Linked DNA regions of Mus musculus: regions 1 and 3 are each linked to region 2. A link is a contact called in public HiChIP or PLAC-seq data. All regions are on one chromosome and are shown on one strand. Each heading gives the region's core, a stretch centred on a gene start, on an enhancer-like site or on the middle of the called end of the contact. The rest is flanking DNA. Distances are from core to core; before and after follow the strand shown.

Region 1 (3,556 bases), core at 860-3,359, 510 kb after region 2:
TGTTAATTCCCCCTCCTGGTGTTGGCAGCCTCATCACTTTGGCTTGGGACCAAGGAGACCAAGTAGATGACACTTGGGGCAAAGGTCACGGTTATCCCCTCCTTTGACATTGGCACCATTGCTTGCTAGCAGCCACATGTATGAAGAGCCTGCTTTGTGCCAGCCCTGTGCTAGGCTTGCAGGTTAGGAAGGCTCAGTCCAACTTAGGTACTCTGGGACAGATCTGAGGCCCTTTGACAATCAGGATGGGTGGATGGACAGATGGACGATGAATAGATGGATGATGGACAGATGGATAATAGACAGATGGATGATGACAGATGGATCCCCTTCTGGGGCCTGTAACATGGGTCAAGATCCTACTGGGTTTTGTGCCCTGACCTTGTCTCTGAAGCAGCCTGCTCCTCTGTGAAACGCCACGCTATTCATACCAGTGGTCACCTGACGGTGTAGGAGTCAGGGTTAAGTGAGAATTCTCAGGCCAAGTTGTCACTATGTGCAGCATGACAACTGATTGCAGTTGCCCCTCCCCTGGTGGCTTGACTTCATTAAGACCATGTATAGGGTTCTTTATCGGATGACGTGGAGAGGAACCATGCTGTCTGGCCGCCTGAGGTTCCAGCATCCTTCATCCGGTTCAGTTGTTTCGTAGCTATCTTTTTTTTTTTTTTTTTTTTTTTTAATGTGTCCCAGGCTGGTTTTGAACTTGGTGTGTATCCAAGGATGACCGTCACATCCCGTTTACGTGGTGCTGGGATAGACCGCAGAGCTTTTTCCTGTGCTGGGCAATCATTCTACTAACAGAGTACATGCACAGGGTCCTCATGGCTGGGCGTGGCTGGCATGAGGTAGACATGCAGAGCCTCCCTGTACTGAGAGCAGACGTGCTGAGATGGGCAAATGTGTCCTTTCAGACTTTAAAACTCAGGGGGTCGTCACACCCCTGTTTTCCAGCTTCCCACCAATCTGGGTGCCTCCCCACTGCACAGCCTCCTGGAAGCCTTTGTAGCAGCTACCATGAGGGATACTGAGCGCCTCTCGCCATTCTTCAGGGACCATTCTTGTAGGGTACACAATACTGTCCCCACTTTATAGATGAGGAAGTCAGGAAATTCAGGGGAATTTCCTATGGGGCCTAGTAGGCCGCTGGGCCAGGAAATGACAGACCACAGGAACAAACCCTGGGCTGTCCCTGTGAGGCCTAGGGTAAGAGTATTAGGCATACTCTGACTACTCTTCCCCCAGACACCATGCCAGCCCAACTCCTCTGCCTCAAATGGCCTTTGGGCACTTGTGCTTACCTCATGGTCTAAAATCTGCCCCTGAGGATTTGCACTGTCCCTTTAGACTTGGTCCATGGCAAAAGAAACCTCTGGCGTCTGTCTACATCTCTGGGATAGCCTCTGCTCTCCCCTGTAGGTCTTGAAGGAGCTTTCCTTCCACACTGTCCAGCTCATTCTGTCTGCTGTGTCTGAGGAAGAGGTGTTGGCTTAGGGTCAGGTCAGTTCGCGCCTGGGAGAAGTGCTCTTTCTGGTGTGTGTCCCTCAGCTCTGGCTCCCCAAAGGGACAGCCAGGCCACACCAGTGAAGCAAGCAGGTGTGACTGGTATTTGGCAGTAGGTGGCTGTTCAGACAGGGATGCTCAAACGCTTGACTAAGTGTATGTTTAGGGCACACAAAGCTGGATTGTGACAAAATTACAGGCTGTGCTTTTAAGAGACGCTCATTTGAAGTGACAGTTTCTTGGGAAAGGCAGCATTTGGTTGTACTGAGGGCTTTGGTGTTGGCTTCTGTTTGAGATAGTTTACTTGGCGTGGGAGGAGGGTCCTGCCATCATTGTTACCTATGACTCTTCTCATGTGGGTGGTGGCACTAACCTTTAGCCTTTGACCCCTTCTCATTGTCCTCATGACTTCCAAGCCTACAGTCTTTTCTCTCTGCTTATACCCCTGGCTCCCTGTACCCAGCATCCTTCCTGTCCCCTTTCTGACACCAGGGCATTTCCTGAAGCCAGGGGCCCTCCCTGAAGCTCAGCCCTTGCCCTTTGTGCCATCTTGAACCCTCCCTCCCCTGCTCAGGCTGAGCTGAGTCACAGCCCTTGGCAAGCCCTGGCTCCGACCCCAGGAGGCCTCCTGGGCAAGTGTGGGGCCTCTCAGGCCTGGCAGGGCTGGCCAGATGGAGGCCAGGCTCCAGACAATAACCATGGCAACCAGTGGGTATGGGAAGGCCTGGCATTTTGAACTGGCCTCAGAATCTGACGGGTAGCACACAGATGTGTGGAGGACCCCACCCACCTGAGGCAAAGTGCCCCTTATTTTCCACTTCGGGGGGGGTAGAAAGGTGATTGACATCTAGCAGTCTTCACACACACACACACACACACACACACACACACACACACACACACACACACACAGAGTCAGCCTACCACCTCCACCACCACCACCTGCCTAGCACTTTGGCTAAGAGCTTTCTTTGTTAATCCCTGCCATCCTCTCACCAAATGCCTATGGTAGATTATGTTAGTAGTATTCCTGGGGACTGGAGGGAACAGACATTCAAGGGTGGAGCTTTGGTGCCTGCAGCAGGTTTCCTGGTCCCAAGGGAAAACTGATCTGGCATGGGATCTGAGACAGTGTTGGAGCTTGGAAGTTTGGAGAGGCAAGCTGAAGCAGTAAGAAACACCATGCCTGTGTGGTTCATGGGGAGGTTCAAGGTGTGTGGCCAGCATGTCTCAGTGACCATGCACCTCTAATCCAGAAAGCCCGCTCCAGGGTTCTATAGTAGAGTCCCATGGAGCTGAAACACCTGGGGAAAGCAGCCAGACTTCAACTCAAGACCTGTAGGCTGTTGGTGAGGAAGGGCCAGAGATTATGAAGCCATGCAATCAATCTTTGGTCTTAGCCTGGAGGGGTATTGCCAAAGGGTCTAGAATCCAGCTGGCTCTGTCTCACTTGTCCCTGAGTAGCTGGCACAGGGCATTAACCAGAATGGCACTTGGGACACCTCCTGCAGACCAGGCAGGGCTGGTCCAGGTTGGGAATAATCCCCAACTGGGCAAAGCAGATGCTACTGTGGTGAACCAGGGTCCCATGTCATTCCCACATGGTCCTCACTCTGCCTTACAGCCCTTAGGACGTACTGTTCCTGAAGATCCACAGTTAATAGAGTCTGTAAGGCAGACTGGTAACAAGGAAAGAAATGGGAATGGAGGTGGATATGAGGGGATGGGCGTGGTCGGGCATCAGCATCTCACACCCATCTTACCCTTGGGCAACCAGTTCTTCAGCTGGGCAGCCCGAGGAGGACAAGCTAAGGCCTCTCTCTTTATCACTACCATTCTGTTTCCCAGGCTCCTCCCACCACTGAAAGGCCCCCCCACGCAGATGTCCCCAGATAGCCCCACACTTGGTGAGGGTGCCCATCCTGACTGGCCAGGAGGCAGCCGCTACGACCTGGATGAGATCGATGCGTACTGGTTGGAACTTCTCAACTCGGAGCTCAAGGAGATGGGTAGGTGACGCTCTTCACCAGGCACCTGGTTGCAGATGTCAGGG
Region 2 (3,865 bases), core at 574-3,073:
CGGAGGAATTTCTAAAGTCAATTTTCCCCTCCCACCTTTGCATGGTTTGGGGGGATGGAACACGGGTCACCAGGCTTGTGGGACAAGCCCCTTTTCTTGCTGACATCCCGTCATCCTATTTGGCTTTTTATGAGTTAGTGTCTCGTGTATTGCACGCTGACCTCCTGATTTTGAATTCCTGATCCGACTGCCTCTATCTCCCAAGTTTTGGGATTACAGCTGTGCACCATAGACACCTGGTTGGCTCCACTTGTGACTTTTTGCTTTTGTTTTTGTTTTTGTTTTTGTTTTTTGAAACAGTGTTTCTCTGGGTAGTCCTAGCTGTCCTGGGACTCACTCTGTAGACCAGGCTGGCCTCCAACTCACAGAGAAGCACCTGCCTCTGCCTCTACCTCCCAAGTGTTGGGATTACAGGTGTACGCCCCCACTCGCTGTTCACTCGTGGCTTTACCAAGATGTCCACTCAGGGGTGTTTTCAATTCTGCTCCTGTGGAATCAGTGGGGTGGGCGGATGTGCTGCAGAGCCCCCTCCTCCCAAAGCACCTGCCCACACACCTACGACAGCCAGGGGGAAAGCAAATGGTGTCATCACAGCCCTTCCAGTGCCAGGGGAACCCCCAAAAAGGCCCAGGTTGGGCTCTCCATATTATCTTTTGCTCATCAATGAGATGTCTTCTCTGACGGCAGCACCCAGAGTTCACTATGACATCTCCAAAGTGAGAAATGGGTCCTCAGGAGGCTTCTGCCTGCTTTACTTTAACTGGCCAAGGACTCAGCAGGGAGGCCTGGGAGCCTCTCTATATAATGTGCAAAACAAGGCTGTGTATCTTGCCCAAACGAGCTATGTCTCTTTCACAATAAGAATTAAGGACACACACACACACACACACACACACACACACACACACACACACGCCAAAACACTGACTTGAGCTGAGCATGAACCATTGGGCAGACTTATGCCTAACACTAATACTGGGGAGGCTGAGGCAGGAGGATCCCCATGAGTTCAAGGCCACCCTGGGCTACGTGTAAGACCTATGGTAAAACTAACAAATGGCTGGAGATGCAGCTGTTGGTAGAGTGTTTGCCTAACACGCACAAAGCTCTGGGTTCAAACCCCAGTGCTGTTTACCAGGGTGTGGTGGTCCACGCCAGTGTTGCCAGCACTTGGGAGGTGGGAACGGAACGATCAGACTGTATAGTTCATCTTTGGCTACACAGTGAGATTCAGGCTAATCCTGGTTCCTTGAGACCTCGCCTCAAAAAACAAATCCCTCAGGGGCTGGCTGCCATCCGGATTGCCACATGGGCAAGAAGGGAAGAGGTTAAAGCACTTTGGAGGAACAGCCACAGACCCCAAAAGGGCACAGCCATAAAACCTGGGTCCTAGGTACTGTGGGGGCCTCTGCAGAGTATCGGAAAGAAGCAGGAAGCCGGCCTCAGGCCTGACAGTGTGTCCCCAGTGGCCCCAGGTTCCCGCAGCTGGGGTCAGGGCTGAGCCTGGTAGCCTGGAAACTGAATTTCAGAGAAAGACAAGCTTTGCTTGATCACCTGGCAAAGGATCTCTGAGTCTTGCCTAGGACCCCAGCCGGCTGCCTTCCCCATGTGGTCCTATCCTGGAGCCCCATAAGGACCCCCACCCAGGTCAGAGCATCCTGGGGGGGTCATTCCCTGAGGATTAGGGCCCACCCAGGGTGACCTTGCCAAACAGTGCTCTGGAGCTAGGCACCACCCCCCCCCCCAAGGCCACCACACACCCCTCAGCCACCACCCTTGGAGTTCCTGAGGTGACCCATTTCCCTCTCTCTTCTGCAGCTTCAAAACAAACCAAAACACAGACCAACATCCTTTGTTTGTTTGGAGGATCAGAGCCGGGGAGAGCGCTCTGTGGGTTTTCACTTGAAAACAAGGTTGTTTGAGTGGGGAGCAGAAACCCAAGGCAAAGGACAGAGTCTCTTGTGGCCACGTGCTTTCTGGATGAGTCAGGGCAGGGCGGGGGAGGGGGACACTCAGCAGCAAGGCTGTCTGCTCACCGCTTTGAGGGGCCGGAGCCATGGCCACCGCCACTCACGCTGGGTAGCGTTTCTTTGAGGATAACTAGGCCCAGGTAGGGCCAGGCTTCTCATTCAGTGGCTCCAGAATTCCTTACATGGGTGGGAATGGATTAAGTTGATGCAAGCCCCTAGTGCAAATTTATCTCCATCCCTTAGTTCACAGGCCCAGGCTAGATGTCCTGCCCCAAGGGACAGGCTTGGCCCATCTAGCACGGGCTGTCTCCAGGGTGTGCAGTCAGGTCCTGTCCAACTGACCTGTTGGATCTGAGCTTCCTGGTGAAACTGGAATCTCTGAAATGCCTGCCTTCAGGAGAGGGTACGCGGTAGAGCAGAGACTAGCATACCCTTTGGGCGCCTGTGGTCTCCACACAGAGTGTGTGGGTGTAGGAGACAGGCTGATGGGGACTGCCTCTCGGCAGCCTTCACGGGCACCTGTGAGTGGCAGTCTGAAGGGTGGTGGCCGGCAGACAGCCTATAGAGTGATATTCCAAAGCCTGAACCATTGTAGCTCCCGGCTGATTCCTGGTCTCGCCTGATAGTTTTAGATGCACCATCTTATTTGTTCTTCACAGGCAGTTATGCTAGAGTGGATGAGGCCGCCGGGGTTCAGAAAGGCAGAGCAACTACTCAAGGACACACAACAAGCCAGACTAGGAGCAGCTCAGCTTTGGACCACACCAGGGCCAGGAACTAACTCACTCAGAGCAGGATTCAATTGCCTGGTGGGAGGTGACTATAGAATGAGGACTTTCGCTGCCAACAGCTCCTCATTCTCATTCTGATGGCGCACTCATGATGGGGATGGGTAGGCTTTTGTTAAAGGCCACCATTTTTTAGTCCTTAGGAACTGAGCAAAGCAGTGGCTCCCAATCTCATCCAATCCTCCCTGCATCCCCAGAGGGAGGTATCTTCATTAGCCCATTTCAGAGATGATAATGCTGAAGCAGGGGTCTGCAAGATGGCTCAGCGGCTAAAGGCGATTGCTGCCCAGGTCTGGTGACTGAAGTTTGGTCCCCGAGATCATAAAAAGTGGAAGGAGAGAACCAACTCCACAGAGCTGTCCTCTGACCTCCGCACATGTCCCCATAGTAGGCGTGCTTCCTAACACAATAATAACGTGTAAGATAAAATAAGAAAGAAAAAGCTGAGCAGACGGTGCCTTTCTAAAGCACTGCACGGCAGGCGCTCTTCTGGATCCCACCCAGTCTCCCCTTCCCTCCTGGGGGTCTGCTCTAGGATCAACTTGAGTTGCACTTTGGAACCTAAGCTTCAAGGTCACCCCCTCTTGCTGGCGGGACATCTGCACGGGAACTCTGTTCCTTCCCACCCTTGCTCAGCTTACATGGCACAGGTGTGCGCCAACGGCCCCCACCAACGGCAGCCAACATCCGGGTGTCTGCTCCCCACCAGTGAAAGACCTGAGCCATATTTCTTGCCTGCGTCCCCAGCTGCTGGGCCCACAGGAAAGCCCCCGGGGTGTCCTTGAACTCACAAAGCTTTGCCCAGCTAGCTGCCATCTTAGCTCCTACAATGCACATCTGTCTTCCACAGACCGTAGCTCCGTGGCACATGAGGTGTGCGCGGCTGTGTACATCTCTGTGTACACATCTCTCTGTGCACCTGTATGTGAAGCTATATGTGTATATGTGATCTGTGCAGGTTGTGTGTGCACCTCGTTACCCGTGTGTGTTTTCACTGTATGCACGCCATGTGTGAGCTCTGCTGGTCTGTGTGTTTGTAGAAGTAACTGGTACCCACACTGTGCACCCATCACTGGCCCTTCTGTCCACCCAGTCAACACTGCCTCC
Region 3 (3,538 bases), core at 248-2,747, 400 kb after region 2:
CTGAGTTTGGTTCCCAGCACCCACATTGGCCGTTCACAACGGTGAGTCCAGCTCCAGAGAATCCCATGTCTGTTCTGGCCTCCTTGGGCACCTGCACACAGGTCGGCACCTGCACACAGGTGGGCACCTGCACACAGGTCGGCACCTGCACACAGGTGGGCACCTGCACACAGGTCGGCACCTGCACACAGGTCGGCACCTGCACACAGGTCGGCACCTGCACACAGGTGGGCACCTGCACACAGGTCGGCACCTGCACACAGGTCGGCACCTGCACACAGGTCGGCACCTGCACACAGGTCGGCACCTGCACACAGGTCGGCACCTGCACACAGGTGGGCACCTGCACACAGGTCGGCACCTGCACACAGGTCGGCACCTGCACACAAGTACACAAAACCACACACAGACAGATATATACTCATACCTAAAAACCAAATGAAAATCTCTTTTAAAAATTAATTTAAGGGACTAGAGAGATGGCTCAGCGGTTAAGAGCACTGACTGCTCTTCCAGAGGTCCTGAGTTCAATTCCCAGCAACCACATGGTAGCTCACGACCATCTGGGGCCTTCTTCTGGTGTGTCTGATGACAGCTACAGTGTACTCATATACATAAAATAAATAAATATGTTTTAAAATTAATTTAAAAATAAAACAAGGAGCTGGAGAGATGGCCTAGTGGCTAGGAGTACCAGCTGCTCTTCCAGAGGACCCAGATTTAACTCCCAGAATACACGTGGCAGCTCACACAATAGTCTGTAACTCTAGTTCCAGGGGAATCTCACACTCTCTTCTGATCTCTTGTAGTACTAGGCATACAAGTGGTATACAGACATACATGCAGGCAGAACACATAAAAATAAAATCTTTTAAAAATCAGCGGGGCATGGTGGCGCATGCCTTTAATCCCAGCACTTGGGAGGCAGAGGCAGGCAGATTTCTGAGTTCGAGGCCAGCCTGGTCTACAAAGTGAGTTCCAGGACAGCCAGGGCTATACAGAGAAACCCTGTCTCAAAAAACAAACAAACAAAAACAAAAAACAAAAAAAACTTTTAAAAATCAAAATATAAATAAATATAACAAGTCAAATCAAACAGCAGAGACAAAAAGCTTATCAGCTTGTCTAATGAAGAAAGTTCTCGAAGGAAGGTTTCAACTTTCTTTTTTTAAACTAGGTCTCTCTATCACCCTATGTCAGCCTAGCTGGCCTGGATCTTGTTATGTAGACCAGGCTGAAGTCACAGATATTCACCTGCCTCAGCTTCCTAAGTGCTAGGATGAAAAATGGCACCACCACCCGTGACTTAGTGTATCTCTATCCTTACAAACCAAAATAAACAACCTTGTAGGTTGGTTAAGGAAGACTGAGGAAAAGGAAGTGCTTGGAGCCATTCCCAGCCGATGACCCACCCGCGAGCGCAGATGCCAGCGCATATCTGGACTATCATGTAAGTCAGAAGGAAGACACAACTCAGTCAACAAATATTTGGTGTACCTCCTCGGAAGTGTGCTGTTGTGCAAGCAGTGGCTTGGCAGTGATTCTTCGGTTCAGCTGCAAGCTGTTCAGAGCAGGATGCCTTTCAAGAGGAGGAGGGGCAGGTGGAATCATATTCCCACTCCTGTGTGATCCTCCGTGGGGTGTTCCCCACGCTGGGCTGAGCTGCGGAGGCCAGTACTGAGCAGTGAGGAATTCCTGGCATCACGGTAGCTCATTCAGCAGGCTTACTGTCAGTGGACAGCTCCGGAACCTCTCCCCAGACGGCAAGCAGCCTCCTGGGACTGCCTTGGCTGAGTTGGAGCACATTATCAAGATGTAGTTTTGCCTATTTGGTACACTTTTCCCTTAAAAATTCACAAGATTTTAGACCTGGTTGTCGTGCCTTGAGACAGGGTCTCTCAGAATCAGTCTCTGCTTCCCTGTAGAGCCATAACCAGCTTTCTTCAAGGGTGCTGAAGAGTCAAACCCAGGTCCCCATGATTGAAGGGCACATCCTCTTACCCATAAAACCATCTCCTTAATCTCTTGTTCTTAGCTTTTAAGACAAGGTCTCATGTATCCTAGGATGGCCTGGAACTCACTCTATATCAGAAGATGGCCTTGGACTTCTGACACTCCTGCCTTTAAAGTGTTGGAAGTACAGGCACACTCTCCGTGCCCGGTTTTAGGCAGTGCTAGGGAATGGAGCCCAGGACTTTGTGTGCACTAGGCAAGCACTCTACCTAAGCTACACCCCAGTTGTTTTGGAGACAGGGCTTTACAACATAGTTTAGACTGGCCTCCGGCTCCTTACTCTCTTGTTTCTGCTGCCCAAGTACGAGGAATGCAGGCAGATGCAGGAATGTACACAGCTACAGATGTAAAAGTAAATAAATAAGTAAACTGGCCATCCTCTTAGAAACGCTGAGGGTTCCCCATGCCGTGGGCAGGAGGATAGCTGAGAAGACAACCTGTTAAAGGCACTTGCAGTTGTATACAGTTAGAAGTTTAGAGTGACGGTGATCCAATGTAAATAGGAAGCAGAGAGACAGAAAGGACATGCGCTTCGAGAGGCATGTGTGTAGGTACATGCATGAGTGCACAGGCACAGAACAAGTAAGTAAATACAAATGCAATTTTAAAAATCTGCTGGAGAGATGGCTCAGTGGATCAAACACTTGCTGTGCAAACATGAGGACTTGAGCTCGGATTCCTAGAATCTTCACCCCGCCCGCCCGCAGTTACAGTAGTAGCATGGCCATTTGATCCCAGTGCTCCTACAGTGAGATGTGAGGGAGCGACAGAGGATTCCCCAGACCAGGTGGCAAGGGCTGCACAGAGAAACCCTGTCTCAAGGGAGGAAAGAAGAGTCTGCACAGCTTCCCAGGCCAGCAAGGGTGAGTATGCAAAGGGGAACAAAAGACCCGCATGTCTCAAACACGGAAAGGAAGGGCTAACGAATACCCAAGACTGTGCTGGCACCTCCACAGGTGTGCCGTGGTATGCACGCGCCCAAATCCACACACGCATGCATGCATATGCATATATCACATGCAAACACACACACTCACTCACACATACACACTCACAAGCATACACACACACACACACAGTAGCCTATGCTTATGTTCCTAGTCAGGAGGATCTGAAACTCAAGGTAGGCCATTCTCAGTTAGAGAGTGAGCTCCAGGCCAGCCCAGGCTCCAGAGGCCTGGTCTCCTGGCTTGGGCTTGGGGGGAGGTTTAGTAGTAGAACATTTGCCTAAATTACCCAAGGCTCTGCTTCCATTCCTATCTGCAAAAGAAAAGAGCATTTCAGTAGCTCCAAACAGGACCAAACATCTCTGACCTCACACTTCCTGTAGCTCAAGAAGCGGAAGTGACTTAGCTACATGGTTCGAGAGGCTTCAGGCAGGATGTCAGTGGGGCTGTGGTCACCTGAAGGCTTGAGCAGGGTAGTTGTAACACGATGAGAAGTTGACCTTTGGTATTGGCAGGAAGCATGGGTTCCCTACTGTGACCTTAATCCATGCGTTCACTTCCGTGAATCCAAAGCAGGG

The links. HiChIP or PLAC-seq counts read pairs in DNA pulled down with a chosen protein or histone mark.
Region 1: a FOXA1 HiChIP or PLAC-seq map of pancreatic cancer cells shows a contact between it and region 2. The contact joins two enhancer-like sites. A contact is called at or near these places in 3 of 15 datasets of contacts at CTCF or cohesin (embryonic stem cells, large pre-B cells and pro-B cells), 22 of 484 Hi-C or Micro-C datasets (CD4 T cells, the G1E-ER4 cell line, the N1E-115 cell line and 12 more), 9 of 115 datasets of contacts at active chromatin or transcription factors (astrocytes, embryonic basal ganglia, embryonic stem cells and 2 more) and 3 of 9 other capture datasets (adipose tissue, embryonic stem cells and liver).
Region 3: a contact with region 2 is called in a FOXA1 HiChIP or PLAC-seq map of pancreatic cancer cells. The contact joins two enhancer-like sites. A contact is called at or near these places in 1 of 484 Hi-C or Micro-C datasets (CD8 T cells), 1 of 115 datasets of contacts at active chromatin or transcription factors (pancreatic cancer cells) and 1 of 9 other capture datasets (adipose tissue).

Annotation. Positions count from the first base shown.
Region 1 is chr11:51,831,209-51,834,764 of GRCm38.p6, reverse strand. Jade2 (jade family PHD finger 2) reads left to right here. Exons shown (of 13, transcript NM_001357588.2): 6 at 3,352-3,512. Among named protein-coding and RNA genes, the nearest start is that of Gm30110, 22 kb to the left of the region's middle. Within about 2 kb of position 2,109, at least 123 of the 459 cell types and tissues checked have an H3K27ac peak or open chromatin away from gene starts, as enhancers often do. A contact at or near this core is called in the N1E-115 cell line, Th17 cells, embryonic fibroblasts and 4 more, where this site is marked.
Region 2 is chr11:52,339,274-52,343,138 of GRCm38.p6, reverse strand. No RefSeq gene overlaps it. Among named protein-coding and RNA genes, the nearest start is that of Gm51894, 17 kb to the left of the region's middle. Within about 2 kb of position 1,823, at least 73 of the 459 cell types and tissues checked have an H3K27ac peak or open chromatin away from gene starts, as enhancers often do. A contact at or near this core is called in the N1E-115 cell line, Th17 cells, embryonic fibroblasts and 4 more, where this site is marked.
Region 3 is chr11:51,938,765-51,942,302 of GRCm38.p6, reverse strand. No RefSeq gene overlaps it. Among named protein-coding and RNA genes, the nearest start is that of Gm26061, 24 kb to the left of the region's middle. Within about 2 kb of position 1,497, at least 75 of the 459 cell types and tissues checked have an H3K27ac peak or open chromatin away from gene starts, as enhancers often do. A contact at or near this core is called in pancreatic cancer cells, where this site is marked.